2 separate regions of the Mus musculus genome follow, and region 1 is linked to region 2. Evidence: chromatin contacts called from public HiChIP or PLAC-seq data. All regions are on one chromosome and are shown on one strand. The core of a region is the stretch at or near the end of the contact, and the rest is flanking DNA. Distances in the headings are between cores, read along the strand shown.

Region 1 (3,798 bases), core at 328-2,827, 170 kb before region 2:
AAAGAATGAATAGGCCGTTCAAAATATCAAGGTTTATGCAGCGCTTAGTAAAAAATATTCTTTGTAAGTCTGCTCCAGAGGGTAGACAGTCCAGGCAGGCATCACCAAAGTCATTTTAAGACTTGCAGCCTTCAGTGAAAAGTCTTTCACGTGGTTTGCTTAAACGAAGAATGGTATGTTGAGTTAAGTACTCGGACTAACCAAGGGCTACAGTATTATCTGTAGCCAATTTTTAATTTTGAGTCAGGACCTCACTATGTCAGATCTGGTTAGCCTGGAACTCACTGTGTAGACAAGGCTGGCTGCTGTGTTTCTTTCCCTCTCTCCCAAGTGCTGGGACAGAGAAAGCAGTCTTCACACTTTTTTTTTTTTAAAGACAGAGTCTCAGTGTGTATTCCTGGCTAGCCAACTCAGTATGCAGACCAACCTGGCTTTGAACTCCCAGGGATCCCTCTACTTCTGTCTGCCTTAAGGGGATCAAAGATGTGGCACCTTCACCGTGGTTTGGAATCCTTTTCTTCAATTTTATTTGTTAGAGCTAAGGCATGCCTGAGGAAGTCAGAGGACAATGTTTGGAACTTGGTTCTCTTGCACTTATACAAGTGTGTTTTACCCGCTGAGCATTCTGCCACTCACACCTCAGGAGAGGTAGGGGCATCACAGGGAGTTGAAAGCCAGCCTGATCTCCAGACTGCCTAAAGAAACAGAAACAAAACAAACACACACACACACAAAGAAAATACAAGCCTAAAATCTAAAGCACGGGGCCCATCGCTAACATATTGAAGGACAATAGGCATTCTGTGATGGCTCTTGTCTCCCCATTCCTAAGCCCAACATTCGAGGATTCTAAGGTCCTTTCCCACCCTCTACTCCAATCTCACTAAGGAAAGAAATGCTTACTAATCCCAGTTACATACTTTTGCCACACTCAAGTTTTTGAAATAACCACGTAGTCTCTCTCTCTCTCTCTCTCTCTCTCTCTCTCTCTCTCTCTCTCTCTCTCTCTCTCTCTCTCTCTCTCTCTCTCGGGGGAGGTGGGGGCGGGGATACAAAGCCCAGCAAACTACCTTCACTAGGCCAAAGGGTTCCTCTCCCTCAGCTACCAGCTCTGCCCTTACAAAAATTTACTCCTGTTTATAATGAAAAAAAAAAGATGCCACCAGGGAACCCTAGGTGTGTCCCAAGGGCGACGTAATTTTGGTAAGCTTGCCTTTGTCTTCTAGGAACCGTCCGGGAGAGGAATTGTAAGAGCTGGGAGGAGTCCAGAGAACTGGCTGGTTCAAGCTCTAAGCCGGTTCTCATTTCAAATTAGAAACAAAATGCATGCGAGTCCTCTAAAGGAGGAAACTTGCCTCTGGGTCCACGGAGTCAAGGCCACCATAGCCTTAAGTTTACCCCAAGTTCTACAAAGGTTTGGTACAGGGCGCACAGCTCCGGGTCAAAGGAGTCTGCTTAGGAGACGGCGATGGATCCCTCCCCAACCCCCATTCCTGTCCTGCCTCTTTAGTGTCTTTGAGAGTCTCTGGTGAAAGATCCGAGCGAAGAGGTGGCTGGTAGCCAAAAGGCAGGCTTGCTACATTCCTTATCCAGGGAAGCGGTTTGAATAGGGAGGAGGGCGTCTAGATGCCTTAGACCTGGTTGGAACTAGCTGTGTGGGTGGGGAAAGGAATGTTAAGTGGGTCCTCTGGGTGGTTAGCAGTCAAAACAAGAGTAAAAGATGAACTTGTATGGTTAGTGCTGAAAAGGAGCGGGGACTAGGGACAGGTGGGGGAGGGGTGTGAATCGCTAGCCTTGGAGTCCTCCGGGAGAGCCGCGGGACAAACCTGGGAAGGAAATTCCAGCAGGTTAACAATTGGAGAGAATTACAGACTCCAACACTTCTGGGTTTTTGTTTTTGTTTTTGAGACAAGGTTTCTCTATGCCCTGGCTGTCCTGGAACTCACGCTGTAGACCAGGCTGGCCTCGAACTACTGGAGACCCGTCTGCCTCTGACTCTGGAAGACTGGGATTAAAGGCTTTGTGCTGCTTTACCTGACTACGCCTCTGTTTTTAAAAACTCAGAAAAGCATAACATGAACCTGAGCGTGTAGTTCAGTTGGCACAGTACTCGCTTTGCATGAATAAAGGACATGCGTTCAGTCTCCAGCACTACACAGAACATAGTATCGAGTCTGAAATCCCAGCACGCAGGAGACAAGATCAAGTCTCCACTGAGAGCTCAGGCCCACAAAGCAGTTGGAGCTTCATTCTTCCTGAGGCCAGATCCCTCCCTCTCTCCCCCATCTCACTTAGGGAAAAAGAAAATGTATTCCCACAAGTTGTTCTCTGTGTGCACCCACACACAGCCAGGCAGTATAATAAATAGATTTTCAAGAAAAAGCATACCTAGAGTATACCGCTTGTTTATGTCTTTTCTTTCAAAAATTCACTTATTTAATTTATGTAAGTACACTGTAGCTCTCTTCAGACACACCAGAAGAGGGTATCAAATCCCATTACAGATGTTTGTGAGCCACCATGTGGTTGCTGGGATTTGAACTCAGGACCTTCAGAAGAGCAGTCAGTGCTCTTAACCTCTGAGCCATGTCTCCAGCCCCCTATACTAGGTTCTTTTGCCAGCATCATCAGTATCAGGGGCAGCTATTGTGTTAGGAAAGAAGCAGTGAGCTTATACTACTACTCCTCACTAGTGGTAGGGACCATGAATCTGTATTTTATAATCTTTCTTGAAGCAGGATGTGGTGGCTCAGACCTGTAATCTTAGCCCTTGAAGGAGAATCACCAGCCAGGGTATGTAGGGAGAGATTTTGTCAGTGCTCTTAACCACTGAGCCATCTCTCCAGCAAGATTCTGTCTTTGTTGTTGTTGTTTTTAAATATTTTTTATTAGGTATTTTCCTCATTTACATTTCCAATGCTATCCCAAAAGTCCCCCATACCCCCCCCCACTCCCCTACCTACCCACTCCCACTTTTTGGCCCTGGTGTTCCCCTGTACTGGGGCATATAAAGTTTGCAAGTTCAGTGGGTCTTTCTTTCCTCTGATGGCCGACGAGGCCATCTTTTGATACATATGCAGCTAGAGACAAGGGCTCTGGGATACTGGTTAGTTCATAATGTTGTTCCACCTATAGGGTTGCAGATCCTTTTTAGCTCCTTGGGTACTTTCTCTAGCTCCTCCATTGGGGGCCCTGTGATCCATCCAATAGCTGACTGTGAGCATCCACTTATGTGTTTGCTAGGCCCCGGCATAGTCTCACAAGAGACAGCTACATCTGGGTCCTTTCAGCAAAATCGTGCTAGTATATGCAATGGTGTCAGCGTTTGGAAGCTGATTATGGGATAGATCCCTGGATATGGTAGTCTCTAGATGGTCCATCCTTTCGTCACAGCTCCAAACTTTGTCTCTGTAACTCCTTCCATGGGTGTTTTGTTCCCAATTCCAAGAAGGGGCAAAGTGTCCACACTTTGGTCTTCGTTCTTCTTGAGTTTCATGCTTTTAGCAAATTGTATCTTATATCTTGGGTATCCTAAGTTTCTGGGCTAATATCCACTTATCAGTGAGTGCATATCCTATGAGTTCCTTTGTGATTGGGTTACCTTACTCAGGATGATGCCCTCCAGGTCCATCCATTTGCCTAGGAATTTCATAAATTCATTCTTTTTAATAGCTGAGTAGTACTCCATTGTGTAAATGTACCACATTTTCTGTATCCATTCCTCTGTTGAGGGGCATCTGGGTTCTTTCCAGCTTCTGGCTATTATAAATAAGACTGCTATGAACATAGTGGAGCATG
Region 2 (3,762 bases), core at 1,164-3,663:
AATCCCAGCACTTGGGAGGCAGAGGCAGGCAGATTTCTGAGTTCAAGGCCAGCCTGGTCGACAGAGTGAGTTCTAGGACAGCCAGAGTTATACAGAGAAACCCTGTCTTGAAAAAACAAACAAACAAAAAAAGATGTCATATGGGGTGGGTGCTGGTATCTGAACCGATGCGCTCTTAAGAGCAGTTAATGTCCTAAACCACAAAGTCAACTCCCCAGGCAAACTAGTTGCTCTTTCAGTTAAGTTATTGCCACTCATGATTTTATTTTTTTATTCCTTTACACTCTGGGTCATACATGAATCTTTCATGTTTTTACATGAACATTAGAAGAGTCCTTTTCCAGCCCTTGGGAGGCAGAGGCAGGTGGATCTCTGAGTTCGAGGCCAGCCTGGTCTACAGAGTGAGTTCCAGGGCAGCCAGGGCTACACAGAGAAACCCTGTATGAAAAAAAAAAAAAAAGAACAACAAAACAAAACAAAGCAAGTGAGCAAACAGTAACAAGAATCCTTGTTTTTCATCAGATAATGATTTGATGCTAATATTGTATATTTCCTAACTTTAGTTTGCATCAATTTTATTTTATTTACCCCCCCCCCCCAACATCTTCTGTATTTCTAAGAACACATGGGCAGCTGGGAAGATCCCTCTGAAGGTACGAGTTCAGATCCCCACGTCCACATGAAACCCAGGTATGGCTGCACACACCTGTAGCCCTGGTGCACTCAGATCAGAAATAGGTGGGTGGCAGGGGCTCGCTGTTCAGCCAGCCTAGCTCACACAGTGAGCTCTGGCTCAGAGAGAGACCCTGCCTCAATATCTAATGGGGAGAAAGACAGAGGCTGACACCAATTTGATCTCTGACCTCTACATGTGCATGCACAGGCAAGTGTACCTGTGCACACCTGCGTACACATACATACAAAGGAGCAGATGGAAACGAGTGTATAATTTTATATCAATAGAGGAAACAATTTTGTGTGCTGTTTCCCATTACTGTGCATGGTACCTCCTGTGTTTATCCGTTGAGACAGGAAAAAGAATATTAGGAGATGGTATATAGTAATGCACTTGATACCTGGTACCCATCAATCTTTTAAGTTTAACTCAGGTTAAGTTTTTAATTTGGAAGTTGGTGGTAAGACAGGAGCTAATGTAGCCCAGGCTTGCCTCAAACTCAATGTGTAGCCAAGGATAACCTAAAACCTTCCTTCTTCCATCTCCCAAACACTGGGATCACAGGCCTGCACGTGCCCAATTTAACTCAGGTGATTTTGGATGAAAGGTCATTTAGCATCATCAACGACAGGGAAACTGCAAGACCAGGGTCTGAGGAGACAAGCAAGGCCCTAACTCAAAGTGATTGGACAAATTGAAAAAAGCGCACACCTTTATCAGTTATCAGCTACTTGTAAAACACAAAAGAACCAAAAAATCAAACAAATAAAAAAGTGAGGGCTTGAGGTGACACCACGCTCAGTTTGTTAACAGGAAACAACAGGCTCTGTGTGCCTATTTATATAAACAGCATTTGCTCTTTCCTTCTTGCTCTCTGCCCAGAAGTCGGCCTCCGAGGGCTGCCTTGGCTATGCTTGACTGGGTTTTTAAAAAAAAGTGGGGGGGGGGGGTGGGGTTAGAAGGAGGAGGAAGAGTCTGAAAACTACTGTGGCCACCTGTCACTCTCTTACAGAGAAACTTAACGTGACACTTTCCCTGATGTTTGCTTAGTGAAAATATAAGGGCTCCATTTTTACCCAAAGGTAGTTCTCTCTCTTCCTCTCTCTCTCTCTTCCTCTCTCTCTCTCTCTCTCTCTCTCTCTCTCTCTCTCTCTCTCTCTCTCTCCCTTTCTTAATTTCTTAAGTTTTTCACCTCTGGGGATTGTACTCAGGGCATTGCATTTATATGACCCTAGGCATCTTTTACTTTTTAAAAAATAAGTTCTGAAGTCCCGAAGTGGTGGCACATGCCTTTAATCCCAGCAATTGGGAGGCAGAGGCAGGTAGATCTTCCTGGGAGTTGAGACCAAGCTAGTCTACAAAGCGAGTTCCAGAACAGGCAAGGCTGCACAGAGAAACCGTGTCTCAAACAAAAACAAAAATAAACTAAACAAAGCCAAAAAAGAAACAACTCAAACAATAAAACAAAACAAAACAAAAACACACAGAGAAACTCTGTCTAAAACAAAGAAAAAACACAAACCAAACCAAACAAAAAAACCCAACCGAACAACAAAACAAAACCACAAAATACACCACAACAAACAAACAAACAAACAAATTAAATTTGACTAAATTGCCCAAACAAAACTTAATCTTAAAATCCCTCAGGACTCAGCCTCCCAAAGAGCTCAGATTATAGGCTGTCCCACCAGCTCTGGCTAGATGGCTGAACATTTTGCCAATGGCTCCTAAGGGATCTATCTGCCTAAAGCACACAGACAGGCCTGCCTCCTCTCCCCTGTGCTTTGGGTCTCCTTCCATTTCACCCCAAGTTTCCACATCTCTCAGGGAAGCCCATTATGCTTTCTCTTTGAATCTGGAATTTGAGAACGCCAGTCAGCGCGCCGTCCGCCCCCCCCACCCCCCCACCCCCACCCTGGCGGTTTGCACCATTGTCCTGGTGTCTGCCTGTCTGCGATGCCCTTCCATTTCCCCTCTGTTTCCTCTAAGAGTCTTCACTGTGTCCCAGCCACTTCAGTAAGAAGGAGGAGCAAGCTGATTGTGCCTCCTGGGCCTGTGTTCCACCTTTGGTTAGGCTTCGCTGTGGCTAAATTCACGCTGAAGCAAAGTGGGAGGAGCTTGTGGTTAACAACAGGTACTGCTTGATGTCAGCATAAATAAATTAACTGGCATGGCAGGGACGCCAGCTGGATTTGTACCAGCTTCCTCTGAGTCAAAAGATCACCAAGGGAAAGTGTGTACAGAGCTCCAGAGAGTTCACACTTGAGTTTCAAGACTGTGTTCATTCAAGAGGAAGGGACTGTTCTTTAATCTTAGGCATGGCACAAGAAAGTTAGGTATAGAGTGTGATCAGCTCAACGTGGGATGAGAAAGTAAGAGTGAATTTTATGGGGGGCTAGAGAAGGCTGCTTCTACTCAGGACACCAGGAAAGCAGCCAAACTCTGAAGAACGCTTTTATTAATTCCTTTAATTCCAACATCAATGTCCCATTATTCAAATTAAAATAAGAATTTGAGGGCTGGAGCGATGGCTCAGTGGTTAAGAGCACCGACTGCTCTTCTGAAGGTCCTGAGTTCAAATCCCAGCAACCACATGGTGGCTCACAACCACCTATAATGAGATCTGACGCCCTCTCCTGGTGCATCTGAAGACAGCTACAGTGTACTCACATATAATAAAATAAATAAATAAATAAATAAATAAATAAATAAATAAAAAACCGTTAATCTTTCACATTTATAAAAAAAAAAGAAAAAGAATTCGAGACTGGCCATGTAGCTAGAGCTTTCCTAACCATGTATAAGACCATGGTTCTATCCTCATCACCAAAATAGGAAGGGAGACCTGGTGTGATGGCTCAGTGCTAAGAGTCCTTGCTGCCCTGGGGACCTGAGTTCAAATCCTATCACCACAATGCTTGATGGGGTGTTCCTCACACTTGAAACCCCACTGCTGTTGGAATGGCCGAGCCTGGCTCCAGATGCAGGCAGAACAGGACAGAGAAAGCTGTCTTAAGTCCTCTTTGGTCTTTGCATGAGCTCAGGGGTGCATGCCTTCAAACACGCATGTGGGCACACTACAC

The links. HiChIP or PLAC-seq counts read pairs in DNA pulled down with a chosen protein or histone mark.
Region 1: an H3K27ac HiChIP or PLAC-seq map of embryonic stem cells shows a contact between it and region 2, with 6 read pairs. The contact joins two enhancer-like sites. A contact is called at or near these places in 2 of 39 promoter capture datasets (embryonic stem cells and stem cell-derived epiblast-like cells), 1 of 115 datasets of contacts at active chromatin or transcription factors (embryonic stem cells) and 1 of 9 other capture datasets (liver).

What each region holds. Positions count from the first base shown.
Region 1 is chr6:122,700,505-122,704,302 of GRCm38.p6, reverse strand. No RefSeq gene overlaps it. Among named protein-coding and RNA genes, the nearest start is that of Nanog, 5.2 kb to the left of the region's middle. RefSeq lists an enhancer at 1,376-1,779. Within about 2 kb of position 1,577, at least 162 of the 459 cell types and tissues checked have an H3K27ac peak or open chromatin away from gene starts, as enhancers often do. A contact at or near this core is called in embryonic stem cells and stem cell-derived epiblast-like cells, where this site is marked.
Region 2 is chr6:122,532,147-122,535,908 of GRCm38.p6, reverse strand. No RefSeq gene overlaps it. Among named protein-coding and RNA genes, the nearest start is that of Aicda, 20 kb to the left of the region's middle. Within about 2 kb of position 2,413, at least 96 of the 459 cell types and tissues checked have an H3K27ac peak or open chromatin away from gene starts, as enhancers often do. A contact at or near this core is called in embryonic stem cells and stem cell-derived epiblast-like cells, where this site is marked.